2 separate regions of the Gossypium hirsutum genome follow, and region 1 is linked to region 2. The links are chromatin contacts, called in public Hi-C maps. All regions are on one chromosome and are shown on one strand. The core of a region is the stretch at or near the end of the contact, and the rest is flanking DNA. Distances in the headings are between cores, read along the strand shown. Region 1 holds the start of LOC107927197 (psbP domain-containing protein 7, chloroplastic). Region 2 holds the start of LOC107958668 (aminopeptidase P2).

Region 1 (4,648 bases), core at 393-2,892, 250 kb before region 2:
AATGTTTCAATTCTACGAAACAAAGAAGAAAAACAAGATGTAAATTGTAGTAAATCTAAAAATCTAAAAATCTGTTAAGAGGGTCACATTCACTTGGAATGGTCTTGGATGAAATCTAAAAATTTAATTGAAATAATTAGCAAGACCCCTACCTGCCCAATTCAAACTCAGTCTAATCTAATTTAGTTATAAAAAGTTAATAATACAATCTTAAAATAATTTGAATTAGAAATGATATCCAAACCCAAAAATATCAAAAGATTTGAACTCAAAAAGATAAAGAAAATATCCAAATTTGAAAGGACCCAACTTGAAAATGCCATTTGTCAACTTGAATGACCCGAATTCAAATAAACCCAAACTTAAAATAACGCGAACCAAAATTACCTAAACCCAAAATAATCAAACTCGGAATAAATCAAACCCTGAAATGACCCACCTCAAAAAATTTAAATGACAAACTTAAATGACTTGAATCTAAATTAACACGAATTCGAAATTATTCAAATTAAAATCACCTAAATCTAGAATGATCAAACTTAAAATGACAAAACTTGAAATAACCCAACCTAAATAACTTGATTAAATAATCCAAATCTGAAATAACTCAAAATAACTCTAGGATTTCAAAACTGAAATAAACTTAAACCCATATTCGCCCAATCTAAAACAAACCCAACCTAGCATCCCAATTTAAAACAAAGCCAACCTAGCTAATTGGTAGGTATGCATTAATATAGAAGTGATATTATAGTAGCACTCACGAGAAGTCTAGGGGAACTGGTGAAACAATGACACTAACATTCAGCTCCCCGCTTGAACCAGGCGGACCATATGCAACGATTGGTTCGTTCACATTCTTCCGGGGACGGTTACCGGATTTTGGACTATTGGTAGGCAGTGGATCAAGTGATCTCTCTAATCTCTCAGCTGCTCTATATAGCAACCTTTGATCACCAACCCAACTCGCCGGATATGTGAACTCTGCATTTCAAAAATCTCAACACAAAAACAACATCCAACTTAACGAATTAATCCCATGAATGAAATCGAAGTTACTTGAGGAACAAGTCAGGTTATATAGAACTTACTAACCAAATCCTTCATTGTTTTCAATCCGACGACTGTATCCTTCTATTGGATAAAGCACGTCCAGCTTCAAACTCCGACCACTCTCAGGTACCAACCCCAGGAGGAAACTTGTTAAGCCACCAAAATTTGCACCAACAGCTACAAGGGAAGCTGAACCGACTCCGGCAAGCAAGCGCCGCCTGAATGTGGTGGCTAGCGGTGCGAATTCCTCCGCCGGGGACTTTCCTTGCCTATTGTTGGATGATTGTGTCATGTAAACTTTGTTTCGGGAGACGTATTTACAAGCCTGAAAATACTGCTGCAATGCCATTTTGCACTTTTGAGGGTCCAATTGGGATGCATACAATACAAATTAAAGTATTAAATATTAATGTCTGGATAGTTTAGATTGAGTAATTAAATGGGATTTTTACTGGTTTCTTAATGCAAATCATGCACCAAATGTTGGGTTTTGTTCAAGTTGATAGGTTTTCCCAAGCAAATGTTGATAATGCTTATCTAGTTTTTGTGGCTATCGTTTTATTTGGTTTGTTTAGTTGTTCATAGCCACAAAATCTACAATAAGGCCACTGTTATTTATTTATTTATTTAAATTTGGGCCTATTTTGATCCTTTTTGCTTTTAGGTTTAATATTTTGATATTTGGGCTTGATGGGTACTAAACAGGCATGCTTGGTTCCTCTTTTGCTTGCTCGTGCACTTGATAAAAGGGTTAAAAAGTTGTAGCAATGATTATAAAAATGTAAAAAAAACTTTTTATCTTTTTTCTTTTGGGCCGATATCTAAGGGAAAGGTAATGCAAATCATGCATGAAAATGATGAATTTTTAACTCTTCAGATCTGCCGCTTGCATGCAGTAATTAATTAAATTTTACGCTCATATGAGTTAATTAAAAAATTTATTAAAAAGTGGCCTTACATAATTTACATTTCACTTTAAAAATAACTTCGGGTTCAAAACTTTGAAAACCGCATTTACATTGCACCTTCAAAAGGAAACCCTCGAGTTTAAAACTTTAAAGATGACATTGTTACGAAGAATAATTAACCTAAAAAAAATAATTTCTATGAGCCGAAAGATGCCTTGGTTCTAAAAAAATACTATGTCTACTTAATACACTCAATTAAAGGAGTTCTTGATAAAAAAAATAGCATATTATCAAATTTAGCCTTCAATATTTATATATATATATTTTATCAATTTGGCCTTTATTCTTTTTTTGAACTAAATTTGACCATTTAACTTTTAAAAAGATTCAAATAGTTTTTTTTAAAAGAAATGCTGATTAAAACATTAATATTTTAACGATGTTGACGTGACAACTCGCGTGATAGTTCACGTATATTTCATGCTAACATTGACACTTTTTGTCTTATATGCCATGTCACCACATAATTTAAAAATTATCAAATATTCAAAATTTAAAAAATTCAAAAAGCATATAAAAAGTTCATAAAAATTTTAAAAAATAACATGGAGTACATGTGGATTGTCATGTAGGTTGTCCTGTTTAAAAAGTTAATGTTTCAGTCAGAGTTTCTATTAAAAAGCCGACCATTTGACTCTTTCTGAAAGCTTGATGGTCAAATTTGATCCATTTTAAAAGGTTGAGGGTCAAATTTAGCTAAAAAAGTATAAGGGCTAAATTGAAAAAAAAATGTAACCAAAGGGCTAAATTTGACATCATGCTTAAAATTTTGTGATATTCATGAATCAAATCAGGCTAGGTTTATGTATGATATCAACCGTATACATAGTTTGTTAAATACGGTTTTACTCAAAATATGACCTCAAAAATTGTTCAAGTTAGTCCATATTTATAAATGACTAACTCAAACTCATTTAGACTCGTACATAATATTTTTTAATTTTTAAAATATATTATTTTTACTTAATATTTAGTGATTTTATATATAAATATTTCTTTTATAACCATTATATATTTTCTATTTTATTAAAATTTCTGATAGTATAATATATTGAATTTTTATACTATATATATTACATAATACATAAAAAAAAGATAACCAACAAATTATAAATTTAAAAATAGGTGAGATTAAACTAAGATCAACCTTTGAATATTGAAAATCGAACTGAGCTAATATTTGAAGTGTACTTAATTTTTTTTCTAAGCTCATTTTTAAACTTAATATTTTTTCAAAACCCTTCTAATAGACCTGCCTTCACTGTTTGCATTATTGGTGCATAAATATGAATATATAATTTGGCCTAAATTGCTTGAATTTTATTCAAAGTGCTCAATAATCTTGCTCTTTAGCAAGAACATTTAGATTTATCTTAATATACTTCAAAAGAAAGAGTGAAAAAAGAAGAGAAAAATGATGAAAGAAGTTACAGGCAAAGGAGAGTTCTAATTGGAGATATAGCTAAGCTAGCTACTTTATTTTTTATTATTAAATTTTTTTTAAACTTTCCACATTGGTTTCTCCAACACTGCACGTTGTTGAAAATGGCTCAAGCCTTGCAGTCTAGCTTGCCCAATTGCCCCAAACTGCTCCAAATCTTGCTGCGGTTGATGAGGATGATGATGATGATGATGATGATGATGCTGTTTCTCCAGTAGATTCCTTGGTCTTGATCCCCCAATCCCCAAGAAATCCACAGTCATTGTATCAGCACTGAAACCTGATAAACCGGTAGTTCTTGGGGTGCTGCTCTCTACACTCTTAAAAAACGCATTGTTTTGCTCGAAAATCCCTGAAAACATCACACCCATGTTGTTAACACTTGAGCTTTGATCAACCCCTCCATTTGCATTGAAAAAATCTGACTGGCTGGTAAAACCAGTACTATCAGCCCCTCCTAGTGTTTGTGTTTGATTATTATTGTTATTATTATCATGGGTTTGCATTGAAACAAACGATGGTGGCGCCATGGTACTTGTGGTGGTATAGCTTTTCCCCATCAAGGGAGAGTTGAGACTACCCGTGCTAGCAGTTGCACCCATTTGAGCTGCTTTCTGTAACAATGCAGTGGCAGACATGGAGGCTGACCCAGAAAAAAGGTGGCCACCGTTTCCTTCGAATAACGTCGATGAATTCCCGTTCAGCTGCAAGCAAGAGGTCGAGGAAGGATTAGGAACAGTGGTGACTTTTGTTCCACCAAACAGGCTGCTGCTTCCGTTTGAAAACATGGTTCCCGCCGCCAAGTTTAAGGACTGCAATGAGCTTTTAGTGTCATTGCTGAACGGCTCAGATATATTGATGGCAGACGTGTTGGGGTTGTTATTGACGGGAATTGCAGAGATGAGCTGATCTGCAGCAACAACTTGGCCTTGTAAATTTGATCCCACGTTTATAAGTCCTCGGCTTGCTTTGTTGTTTTCTTCTGTTAGGGCATCACAAAAAGCCCTATGCGTTATAAAACTGTCTCTTCTGCAAAAAGGAAAAATTATTGATGTGATGAGATCACTTTAAAATAAAATAACAATTCTAACGTCAAACAAAGCCCTATGTGTTTGGGTATTAAGGAAATTATTTAAGCTTCATGTTCATCGACCCAAAACATAATATTATATGCTGAACTATTCTT
Region 2 (4,442 bases), core at 1,422-3,921:
GTGTCCTATACATCAATGGTCTAACGACTGGACTCTCAGTCGGTGCCCAAAACGTAGACGGTGTATACGACGTTGCCATCGTTGTCGTCAAAAATGTCGATGGCATCGGCATGTAATATGTTGGGGACAGAGGTCCAAAAACAAAACCTGTCATTGAAGTAGAAGCAGAAAAATATGGTGGAATATATGGTGCTTGTGTAAAAATGACAAGGTTAGTATATGCACTAGAATAGGACGAGACATATTGACCAGGGGGTGGTGTGGCCATTAGTGTCGGTGTCGTCTCTTACGTAGGTGCTAACGATGGACCCACCTCACAAGACATTGGATGTGTCGGAGACCGCTGTGGTCTCCTTGTATACGATTATTGACTCTTCTCCTCCTCCCCTAGCAAGTATGACTTGCCATAAACCCTAAATTAAGTTATGTACTTCGGATTGAAAGTTAACTCTGGAGCGACAATGGCCTCACGAGTAGGTAAAAACTCGTACCTATTGTTTCATATGTTGATATATTAGGCGTGGAATCTAATCTAATTCTCATCCGACTTCCCCCGCAAGTCAATAAGATGCAGATCATCAAGGTTTTGAGGTGCCACTAAAATCGGCTGCTTGAACCCGAATTGCCGCAACACTCTATTCGACATCTCTACGATGGCGTACACTACCAATAGCACCTTCACGTGCCAGATGTTGGGATTCACCAATAATTCAGACGAGATGCATTCTCAAATTGCCGGATCCTCGTATGGCATCCATTCAAACTATATTAAAATAATAATAAATTAGTTACATATATACTATTAAATTTGAAATCAAATACATTGATATTATATAATTCAAATTTTAAAAAAATACTTACCTCCACTTTCAGATTGTTGGTCTAACAGAAGCTGTATATCTCAAAGCTCCTTCGGTAGTCTCGCGTAACTCAGCCAATGGTTCCACCTATTGAAATAATTTGTCAGCAGAATAGTTTAAATTTTAAATAATTTTATTATGGTAAATAGATTATCTAATGAATTTTACCTTGTTACGAGTAGGAAAGTGTAAAGGTAGTTTGTTTGAGGACGTAAAAATGGCAGCCGATACCATGCCCATGACTGCAGTAGTAGCATGTAATCACTAATTTTAATTTTTTTTATTTGTGTCGCCTGACACATCTCCTGATTCAAAGTCGCCAACACGACGAACCCTCAACTGAGTTCGCCCGCTTATCTAAAGTTGATGAGTTTTAGCAGCCACTTTAGATGGACGAGATTTCATGACTTATTTGGCATTAGGATACCCCCAATAAGCAAAAGAATGTAAGCTCAACCATGTTGTTCTCTTTTGACTTCAATTGAATCCTCATCGAGCTTACCGAAATTTCTTCTTAACCAAGCCATTTCTATTCGGCCTCCAAAAATTGTCTCCGGAACCCTCCTCAAAAAGTCATCGCATATCTCTTTCCAATCAGCTATGTGAACAATCCCAATCACTACTGACCCATCCACTGGTAACTCGAGTTGTAACTACACGTCCTTCAGAGTGATAGTGTACTCACCGCATGGAAGATGGAATGTGTGCGTCTCAGGTCTCCACCTTTCCACCATTGCGCTTACAAGTGTCGAGTCCAACTTACACCCCTTACCTACAATGGCCACGTGCGAAAATTGGCATATCTCAAGTAGTGTTCAATCAAGGGTGATGGCGGAGTAGATAGATTATGAATATTGGTCTCCAATATTTGATTTTCTGCCTATTTAAAGAAAAATTATATAAAATATTAAATTCAAATATAGCAAGAAAATATATAAATTAAACAACATTAAAATATAATAAGAAATATAAAAAAATTAAACAAAATTAAAGCGTCGGGGCACCTATGCCAATGGTGCTAAAAATAATGTTTTTGGAAGTGTTGGGAGAATTGTCGGGATGACCTATGCCAACCTTTTTTCCATTGTCCTAAATAATAATAAAAAAGTATCGCGGTAGGCCTGTTTTGTTGTAGTGATTCTTATCATTTGCAATTAATCGACAGAAATGTGGTTCTCATCTTGAAGGATTAGAGAATTTGCCATTGATAATTTAAAAAAAAACCCAAATAATTTGAAGTAGAAAAAATAATTTACAAAAATATTAAGATAATTTAAATAAAAAAGAAATAAAATTGAGAGAGCAAAAAAAATTGAGTGAATTTAAGAGGATATTAAGAGCAATTTGAGAGAGAATTGAGAATGTGAGAGAGAATTGAGATTGAATTATAAGAAAAATGAAATGGGGGAGGTTATAGGAAAAAAATTGTGACCACTTGAGAGGGAAAGGATTTAAACAGACCGTTGGGGAGTTCAACAGCTAATTAAATAGTCGTTGAAAAAGTAATTGTTTAAGTTTAATCATTTTCAGGTGACTTTATAAAAAATACTCTTAATTGGAAGCGTTTTTCAAATTTTTACCTAGACCCCTAATTTTTCCACCAAACAGCCTATTCACTTTTTTTTTTTACATCTATTGGTAATTTAGTCTAATCCATTGGCAAATTTCTTTTAGAATCGTGATGATTGTCTTTAGTCCTTAACGACAACGTTTCAGCAATCTAGTTTTTATACTCTGAAAAAGCTTTTTCCTTTTCGAAACAGACACTGTTAAAGTGTCTTGTTGTTGGTTGTTACTTGTTGCCTGCTGGTTAGTATTTCAGTAAAAAACAGTGCCCACTTCCAAAGCAACCTTTTTTGTCTTCCTTCCTTATACGACACAGTTTTCAACCAACTTCCATAATTTCTTCTGCTGCTTTATCTTCTTTCAGAAACCTTAAAATACCTTATCTTCTCTGTCTGAAGAAAAAAAAAAGGAAGCTATCTTTTTTTTTTCCTTGTTTATATTGGAATTTGGCTGCTATTATCAGCTATGCATACCCTACCATCACATGCGATGCGTCCTCTATGCCTTAATCCATCTCTTTGCTCTTCTCGTTTCCCTTTCTTCTCCTTTTCAATCCCCATTTTCCACAAATTCAAAAACAACCCCACAATTTATAAGAAATCACAAAAGGGTCCTCCATTTTTTAGCATAAGATGTTGTGGTTCAGGCTCTGTAACCGCCAAGCCTTCATGGGAGCTTCGTAGGAACCGTGCTGCTGTTCAAGAACCAGATGAAAAGGTTGTTGCCCTTCGACAGCTTTTTACCAAGCCTGGAATTGGTATTGATGCTTATATCATCCCTTCTCAGGATGCTCATCAGGTTCAATTCTTTTTCTTTTTAATATACTTTTTAGTTGCTCAAAAAGACATAATTTTTTATTGTTTAGGGAAAAAAAATACAGGTGAGATGTTATCTGAGAATTATGATGATAAATTGATATAAATTATATGAAGTGTCTCAGATCTCGTCATGTATGTTGGTCCTTGCATGTTTGTAATTGAAAAAAGATAACATTTTGATGTACTTTTCTATGTTTTTTTGCCTGTTGGTCCTGGAATTCTACTACGTTTTGGTTGATTCAATGATTATTTTCAAGTTTATTTTATGCAGAAGAGCTTCTGTAAGTGGGACTAAAAATTTATGTTAGTAGAGCATCCAAGTTCTAACATTTTTGGCATGGCTTCCAGAGTGAGTTCATTGCTGAATGCTACATGAGAAGAGCTTATATATCAGGCTTTTCTGGCAGCGCAGGGACTGCTATTGTTACAAAGGATAAAGCAGCTTTATGGACCGATGGTCGCTATTTTCTGCAGGTTTTATTTGTTGACAATCTTTATAGTCATTTTAATGGAGTTCTACTTCTATCGAGTTTGGTGCAATATGGTATAAGTGCTTGTTGACAGTAGTTCTTCTTTGACTATGACCATTTAGGCTGAGAAGCAATTAAATTCAAGCTGGAAACTCATGCGTGCCGGTAATTTTGGAGTCCCACAAGCTAGTGAATGGCTTACTGATGTTTTGGCTCCTGGTGGACGAGTCGGAATTGATCCTGTGAGCAATCTTTTCAACCTCCTAAACGGGTGCATCTAGCGTACAATTTGCACTCGGTATACCCTCTACTTATGCTTAGCTCTTTGGGATGATATCTGATAATTTGAAGGGAGCAGTTTCTTTTTTCTTATGATGCTGCAGAAGAATTGAAGGAGGTTATATCTAAGAAGAACCTTGAGTTGGTTTACTTGTACGATTTAAATCTTGTGGATGAAATATGGAAGGAATCAAGACCGAAACCCCCAAACAAGCCAATTAGAGTTCATGATCTGAAATATGCCGGTATAGACGTGGTGTCCAAATTATCTTCCCTCAGGGCCGAACTAGTTGCGGCTGGTTCATCTGCAATTGTTATATCCATGCTTGATGAAGTTGCCTGGTTGCTGAACTTGGTATTGATACTAGCACTTAGTTACTTGTTATTTTCCTAGAAATAAAAATGTTGGTCAATATTGTTTTTTCAAGATTTGTTTAATGTTGGTTACT

The links. Hi-C and Micro-C count contacts between places; a contact is called where the count stands out from the background.
Region 1: a contact with region 2 is called in a Hi-C map of hypocotyl, with 2.0 times the contacts expected there. The contact joins the promoter of LOC107927197 here to the promoter of LOC107958668 in region 2. A contact is called at or near these places in 4 of 34 Hi-C or Micro-C datasets (hypocotyl, leaf and petal).

What each region holds. Positions count from the first base shown.
Region 1 is chrD11:61,374,570-61,379,217 of Gossypium_hirsutum_v2.1, reverse strand. It overlaps LOC107927197 (psbP domain-containing protein 7, chloroplastic), which reads right to left and starts at 1,642. Exons shown (of 3, transcript XM_016858229.2): 1 at 1,096-1,642; 2 at 765-984; 3 at 1-12. The coding sequence starts at 1,402. LOC107927300 (zinc finger protein GAI-ASSOCIATED FACTOR 1) reads right to left here. Exons shown (of 3, transcript XM_016858363.2): 3 at 3,320-4,491. The coding sequence ends at 3,522.
Region 2 is chrD11:61,121,122-61,125,563 of Gossypium_hirsutum_v2.1, reverse strand. It overlaps LOC107958668 (aminopeptidase P2), which reads left to right and starts at 2,671. Exons shown (of 12, transcript XM_016894499.2): 1 at 2,671-3,224; 2 at 3,593-3,718; 3 at 3,837-3,956; 4 at 4,073-4,348. The coding sequence starts at 2,892.